Regions from separate parts of the Arabidopsis thaliana genome. Here region 1 is linked to region 2. The links are chromatin contacts, called in public capture Hi-C maps. All regions are on one chromosome and are shown on one strand. The core of a region is the stretch at or near the end of the contact, and the rest is flanking DNA. Distances in the headings are between cores, read along the strand shown.

Region 1 (3,961 bases), core at 477-2,976, 55 kb after region 2:
AGATATTATATTTATTATCTGCAAAACTCTGTGTTGAAGTGAAGCTTCTCCTAATAACTGTTTCAGCGGGCTGTGACGCTAGTAACTCCATTTAGTCTGTAACCAACTCTTGTAGAAATCAACCTTATAGGTTTATCTGATGAATCAACTCTCTTGATTTAGAAGATATCTGAATTTTCGGTGGTCTTTTTTTTTTTTGTTTCTTGGGCTTTATTCTTAATCATACTGATTACAAGATCGTTCAAACTTTGCATCCTCATTTGACCAGCAATTTTACTGTGCATCATATGAACTCACTTAATTGATCAGTAAATGTTGACCAGAAGTAGAATGATTTGTTGTTTTAGTGAAAATGCAGTTTTAATCCTTCATCAGCAAAATTGATTGAAGCATTTGGTTTCAGATAATTTATGCGTCGTCTGGGGTTCACTTGTAATTTGTTGTAGGAAATCCAGTCAGCCAGCAAGAGTCTCATCAACATCAATGAGCCACCGAGAGAGACAGCTCCACTGGATATCGAATCGGACCAACAGAATCATCATGAGAATGACCTCAAGCCGGAGGAGCATAACAACAATAATAATTATGATGAAAACGAGGAAACACTCAAACGCGAGCAGATGGAAGAAGAGGAGCGTCCTCCTCGACCTGTATGCGTTCTCAACAAAGAAGCTCCATTACCTCTTCTGCAATACAAACGTAGACGCCAAAGCGAGTCCAACAACAACTCAAGCAGGAACACACAGGACCATTGTTCGTCCACAACAACAACTGTCGACAATACAACCACTTTAATCTCATCATCTGCCGCTGCCACCAACACTGCCATCTCTGCATTGCTTGAGTTCTCACTCATGGGTATCTCCGACAAGAAAGAAAAGCCGCAGCAACCGCTACGTCCTCACAAGGAACCTTTGCCTCCTCAAACTCCACTTGCATCTCCTGAAGAGAAGGTTAATGATCTCCAGAAGGAGATTCACCAGATGTCTGTTGAAAGAGAAACTTTCAAGCTTGAAATGATGAGTGCAGAAGCTATGATCAGTATTCTCCAGTCAAGGATCGATGCGCTGCGTCAGGAGAACGAGGAACTCAAGAAGAACAATGCTAATGGACAATAAAGGCTCTAAAAACATCTCTCCAGGTTACTTCTTATTGCCCTTCGCCTTTTATTTAGCTTTAATCTCCCTAATACTATGACCCATCTACATAGCTCCTCTAGACAGATTGCGAACTGTGTGAATCTCTGTTGTAACATAGGATAAAACGGATTCGAGCCCCTGAGCTGAGTGTTTTATCCTTCTTCTTTTTTTGTGTGGATGTTCTTGCATCTTTTGAGAACATTTTTTAGGTTGCTCCATTGTCATATATCATCTATCTATCTAGTCTTTTCAGACAAAAACTATCTTTAAGTTGTCTCGAGAATGTTGTCTTCATAACACACTGAGCCTTCTCTGGGGTAGTAGTGGTTAGGTACGAGGGCATAATTGTCATTTCCTTTGCATTATCATTTAGATTTCCAGACAAGAAGAACTTTCTTTGTTTAAAATAATTGGGAATTATGTTCGGTCTCCGGTAATACCGTGGTTAATGGTAAGGATATTTTCGGCTAGGATTACGAATGTGGATGCGTCAGCGACGTTAGAAGACTTTCGTTACACGTAATTTGCAATAATTTTAAAAAAGCGAAAAAGTGTTTGGTACGATTTTTTCAACTTCAAATATATTCTCTATTTATTTACTCTATTCAAACAAAATTGCATATAGTATAGAATTTTAGTCATCTTGATATTTATTGAAGTGGATAAATCTTCATTTGCGCGAACCAACCAACTACCTCAACAAATTCTAGAGACTTTAAAATTGATGACTAGTGCAAGACTTCCACGTGTCAGTTTAATAAAGACTGTCACCCGAAAACAGTCACAGCCAGTCACATGATATGCTCTCGCGGCACACTTTCCTGGAATATTAAAACCTCACGGCGTGAAACTTCTTTCGCACATTTTCTAGCTACGGTCGCTTAGCTCCGATTGGTTCGTCGTCACCATCACTCGTCTTCAACGATTTGCTTCTTTTTTTTTTCTCTCTATTTAGTCCCATTTTCCTCAATTTCTAAACCCCTTATTTCGAAATCATTGTTTTGCTCTTTCTTTTGATTCGAATTCGACAGAACAGCTCTTTTAAGTTATTCATAAACCTTGTGTTTGAGTTTTGGTCCATCGAGTATATGGGTCGTGGCTCAGTAACATCGCTCGCTCCTGGGTTTCGTTTTCATCCCACAGACGAAGAACTCGTTCGTTACTATCTGAAACGAAAGATCTGCAATAAACCTTTTAAGTTCGATGCTATCTCTGTTACCGATGTATACAAATCTGAGCCTTGGGATCTCCCAGGTCAGTTCTTCAATATGTTGATGATTTGATCGATATTGTATAGGAACCGATGATAGAATTTGAATTCTGTTTTGTATTTTGGTGGGAAATAGACAAGTCGAGGCTGAAAAGTAGAGACTTGGAGTGGTACTTCTTCAGTATGCTTGATAAGAAGTATAGAAATGGATCAAAGACGAATCGTGCGACTGAGATGGGATATTGGAAGACTACAGGGAAAGATCGAGAGATTCTTAATGGTTCAAAAGTCGTTGGGATGAAGAAGACTCTTGTTTATCACAAAGGTCGAGCTCCTCGTGGCGAAAGAACCAATTGGGTTATGCATGAGTATCGGTTGGTTGATCAAGACCTTGATAAAACTGGTGTTCACCAAGTAAGACTTTGATCTTTTTGAGTTCCTTGTTGTTTAATGGGATTTGTGTTGTTGACTTTGTTGTGGAATTGTGGGAAGGATGCGTTTGTGCTTTGTAGGATTTTTCAGAAGAGTGGCTCCGGACCTAAAAATGGAGAGCAGTACGGTGCTCCGTTTGTTGAGGAGGAGTGGGAGGAGGAGGATGATATGACATTTGTACCTGACCAAGAAGATCTTGGAAGTGAAGATCATGTTTATGTCCATATGGATGACATTGATCAGGTTTGTGTTCTAGTATTTGATATCTCTTGATTAGCTTTTGGTCGAATGTTGTGTTCCTTTGTATTCATTGAGGAATGAAAGAAGCTTGTGAAAATCTCTCCTTCTCATTCCCTGATTTGGTCAGAGTTCCATCTAGGCTGTTTATTATGTTCTTCTAATTTTATGATTCGAATTTTATATCTTGCAGAAGTCTGAAAACTTTGTGGTCTATGATGCCATTCCTATTCCGTTAAACTTTATTCACGGGGAGTCGAGCAATAATGTTGAAACAAACTACTCAGACTCCATAAACTATATACAACAAACAGGAAACTATATGGACTCTGGTGGCTACTTTGAGCAACCAGCAGAATCTTATGAGAAAGATCAGAAGCCTATCATCCGTGACCGTGATGGTAGCCTTCAAAATGAAGGAATTGGATGTGGGGTCCAGGACAAGCACTCGGAAACTTTGCAATCTTCTGACAACATCTTTGGGACTGATACATCATGCTACAATGATTTTCCAGTTGAGAGCAACTATTTGATTGGTGAGGCGTTTCTGGATCCGAACAGTAATCTTCTGGAGAATGATGGTCTGTACCTGGAAACAAATGATCTCAGTAGTACTCAGCAAGATGGTTTCGACTTTGAAGATTATCTTACCTTCTTTGATGAAACTTTTGATCCTTCGCAACTGATGGGAAATGAAGATGTTTTTTTCGATCAAGAAGAGCTCTTTCAAGAGGTATAAAACTTTCTATTTCCACTTGCTTTTGTTTCCTTTATTTTTTAACTCACGTTTCAACCAATAGGTTGAGACTAAGGAACTAGAGAAAGAGGAGACTTCAAGAAGCAAACATGTGGTGGAAGAAAAGGAAAAGGATGAAGCATCTTGTTCAAAACAAGTTGATGCAGATGCAACAGAGTTTGAGCCAGGTAAAGAATTATGTTACCA
Region 2 (3,941 bases), core at 42-2,541:
CGAGCTCCCTCTGGAATCGATCTTCGAGATCCACATTGGATCCTCGATTCACACTTGTCAAATTTGATCGCGTATCCATGTAGCTATTAGTAACCATCTCTTCCCTTCATCCGAATCAATATTAAACCTAATCAAATCAACACCTGCAAAAACCAGAAAAAGCCAAAAACAAATTCGTGTCGGTGTTACGAAATCGGAGAAGAATCTATCGATTTTTGAAAAAGAGTAATGATCAGAATCCGATCGCGAATCAAAGTAATGAATCACCTCTCTATCGATTTCAATGTCTACGAAGACGGAACGATAAGGTTCTCTGTTTCGTGAAAACGCAGAGGAGAGAACATTGAAGGAGAAAGTGAGAGAGGGAGTGAGATAAGAAATGTAAGTGAGGAAGATTGAGAGAAAGGGAAAGGGGATTCAAAGAATGAGAGACGAATAAGGTAAAGAAGACAAAAGAGGCAAATCATGGATGTCTGAGATCGCCTTCATCCTCTGGTAATTCTCCCAAACTGTCACACTTAACCTTTTTTAATTACATAAACTAATCTTAAAAAAGGTGATTAGAAGAAGATGCGGCTATTACGACATCGTATATCCATCTCTTTGTCTGATGGACAAATTACATAAAGTTAAAAGGATGATTAATTAATGATTAAATTTGTCACCTAAATTCAAGAATCTCTTATTAAATCGAGACAATAAATAATCACAATTTCTAACGTTTGTTTTTTTAATCAGAGAGAAGTTTGTATTTTTCGTTTATTTCGTTACGGTCATTCATTTTTCTGATAATTAATTTGTAATCTTTATACAGAAGTTTAATTAATATAGTTTATTTACAATAGAGAAATACCCTCTACGGTAATAGCATTAAAACAAATATTTAGTATGGCTTAACTCTTTTAATACTAATAATGATCAAATATTTAGTTATGTCTTACTGACTATATTCCTAAACATTTCCAATCTTAAGAGAGCAAGATTCGCACATTTTAAGAACTAGCAAAAACTCACTTGCAAATCCTCCATATTTTGAAATAATTATTTTCAATTTTATAATTTGTTAGTCTAGTTTATTAAATTAACTCGCACAAATTACTTCTATTTTTCTTAAAAAATCAAAAACACTATTGTTTGTACAAAACAGTTTTTAATCAAAAACTTACAAAGCCTATAAGAAAAATCTCTTGCAGCCCACTCAAACCATTCCTTAGAACTCGGAACTCTCTATTCATATGAAATGACCAAACCATCCCCACTTCACTTACCTTCTATGTATGGAAAGTTGTGAGGGTGAAACAGTAATTTAAAACGATATAGTTTCCATTACAGAGATTTCTATTTCCATTTTTTGATATCATTCGCAATCATTTTCTTCTTCTTCTTTCCCATGATCGTCTCTCGCTTCCCAACGCAATCTTCTTCACCCAATCTCTAAATCTCTCCTAAATTCCATGTCTCTCGCTTCCATTCGCCGTTTAGCTGCCGGAGCTGCCGTAATTGCCGCTGCATCCGGTGGCGCTGTCTACCTGTCTCCGTCGGTTGCCTCCAGCGACAAAGGAGGTGGTCCGATTCTAGATTCGTTGAGGCGTAGGCTTGGTGATCCCACCGCTTCTGTACCGTCTCGATCTGCTCAAGAGTCTGCTCTGATTGCAGCCACCGCTTCTGATCCGCTCGATGTTCTCGTCATTGGCGGTGGAGCCACCGGTTCTGGAGTTGCTCTTGACGCTGTTACACGTGGCCTCCGTGTTGGTTTGGTGGAGCGCGAGGATTTCTCCTCTGGGACTTCTTCGCGATCTACAAAGCTGATTCATGGAGGTACTTTTAATTTTTGAATTTTCTATGTGGCGTGGATTTCCGAATTTCGTATAAGAAGCTCTCTGAATTGTCTGGTAATATTAAACCATTTCTTAGTTTACTAGTTGGAATTGAGTGGTATGACCATTCAATTGACGAAATTATATTGAAGAATTTGTAGCTAGTTACTTGGTTTTTGCCACTCATTGTTGTGTTTTTGTTTGTTAATTCAATAATTGAAGGAACATACATGTTAAGGATATGTATTACATTTGCGGCTCTTGATACACCATTTGATTTAGTGCTCGTTTACACTTAGGGGTTCGTTACTTGGAGAAAGCTGTTTTCAATCTTGATTATGGACAGCTGAAGCTTGTATTTCACGCTCTTGAGGAGCGTAAACAGCTCATTGAGAATGCGCCACATCTCTGTCATGCTCTGCCCTGTATGACACCTTGTTTTGATTGGTTCGAAGTTATCTACTTCTGGATGGGGTTGAAGATGTATGACTTGGTTGCTGGACCACGGTTATTGCATCTGTCCAGATATTACTCTGCAAAAGAGTCTATTGAGCTCTTCCCCACTCTTGCAAGGAAAGGGAAAGACAAGAATTTGAGGGGTACTGTTGTGTATTATGACGGGCAAATGAACGATTCACGTCTGAATGTGGGTTTGGCATGTACTGCCGCGTTAGCTGGTGCGGCAGTTCTCAACCATGCCGAGGTTGTCTCGCTTATTACTGATGATGCTACTAAGAGAATAATTGGTGCCCGAATTCGTAACAATCTCACAGGTAAAACGACTAGCAATTTCGTGCAATTCAGTATACCTCTGCTCTGTCATGATTTGTGCAGTTTTTGATGAGATGTTTCAATTTGACAGGCCAAGAATTTAACAGCTATGCAAAAGTAGTTGTTAATGCGGCAGGACCGTTCTGTGATTCCATTAGGAAAATGATTGATGAAGATACAAAACCAATGATTTGTCCAAGCAGCGGTGTACACATCGTGCTGCCTGATTACTATTCTCCTGAAGGCATGGGGTTGATAGTCCCTAAAACTAAGGATGGCCGCGTTGTGTTTATGTTACCGTGGTTGGGAAGAACAGTAGCAGGCACTACAGACTCTAATACTTCAATCACTTCACTTCCAGAACCTCATGAAGATGAGATTCAATTTATACTGGACGCAATCAGCGACTATCTTAACATTAAGGTATATCCAGATTCAGATTAATGAGGAATAATCAATTCTATTTTTGACCCAATAGCTCTCTAACAATTCAGTTGATGATGTTATGCATCCTAAATCTTATATAGGTTCGACGTACTGATGTTCTTTCGGCTTGGAGTGGGATCCGTCCATTGGCCATGGATCCAACAGCCAAGAGCACAGAGAGTATCTCCAGAGACCACGTTGTCTTCGAGGAAAATCCTGGTCTGGTTACAATCACGGGTGGAAAGTGGACAACTTATCGAAGGTGAGGGTACTGTAAAATATAGCAGAAATTTGTTAAAGTTGTGTGATCATTGCTCATCAGTAATTTGCTTTCAGCATGGCGGAAGATGCAGTTGATGCAGCAATCAAATCGGGACAACTTAAGCCAACCAATGAATGTGTAACGCAGAAACTACAGCTTCTGGGTTCTTATGGATGGGAACCATCTTCCTTCACAACTCTTGCACAGCAATACGTGCGCATGAAGAAAACATACGGTGGTAAAGTGGTTCCTGGAGCAATGGACACAGCTGCTGCAAAGCATTTGTCTCATGCCTATGGTTCAATGGCTGACCGAGTTGCCACCATAGCTCAGGTATGGTTCTATATCCAGACTCGTTCTTCTTCATGTCCTCGGTAGGTAATATTTTGGATTTCGGATTGCAGGAGGAGGGTTTGGGGAAACGGTTGGCGCATGGGCATCCGTTTTTGGAAGCTGAGGTTGCTTACTGTGCAAGGCACGAGTACTGCGAATCAGCGGTTGATTTCATAGCAAGGAGATGTAGAATCGCGTTCTTGGACACTGATGCAGCGGCTCGGGCGTTGCAGCGTGTGGTGGAGATTCTAGCAAGTGAACACAAATGGGACAAGTCGAGGCAGAAGCAAGAGTTGCAAAAGGCTAAAGAGTTTCTTGAAACTTTCAAGTCG

What was found. Capture Hi-C pulls out chosen DNA fragments and counts their contacts.
Region 1: a capture Hi-C map of shoot shows a contact between it and region 2, with 3 times the contacts expected there. A contact is called at or near these places in 1 of 26 Hi-C or Micro-C datasets (root) and 2 of 3 other capture datasets (root and shoot).

What each region holds. Positions count from the first base shown.
Region 1 is chr3:3,269,491-3,273,451 of TAIR10.1, forward strand. It overlaps NAC053 (NAC domain containing protein 53), which reads left to right and starts at 1,727. Exons shown (of 6, transcript NM_111885.4): 1 at 1,727-2,393; 2 at 2,486-2,763; 3 at 2,842-3,024; 4 at 3,212-3,751; 5 at 3,819-3,942. The coding sequence starts at 2,228. NAC052 (NAC domain containing protein 52) reads left to right here. Exons shown (of 5, transcript NM_180223.4): 5 at 447-1,712. The coding sequence ends at 1,118.
Region 2 is chr3:3,215,048-3,218,988 of TAIR10.1, forward strand. It overlaps SDP6 (FAD-dependent oxidoreductase family protein), which reads left to right and starts at 1,292. Exons shown (of 6, transcript NM_111872.6): 1 at 1,292-1,818; 2 at 2,117-2,590; 3 at 2,680-3,011; 4 at 3,116-3,276; 5 at 3,351-3,609; 6 at 3,681-3,941. The coding sequence starts at 1,455. PUM4 (pumilio 4) reads right to left here and starts at 574. Exons shown (of 11, transcript NM_111871.7): 1 at 268-574; 2 at 1-143. The coding sequence starts at 97.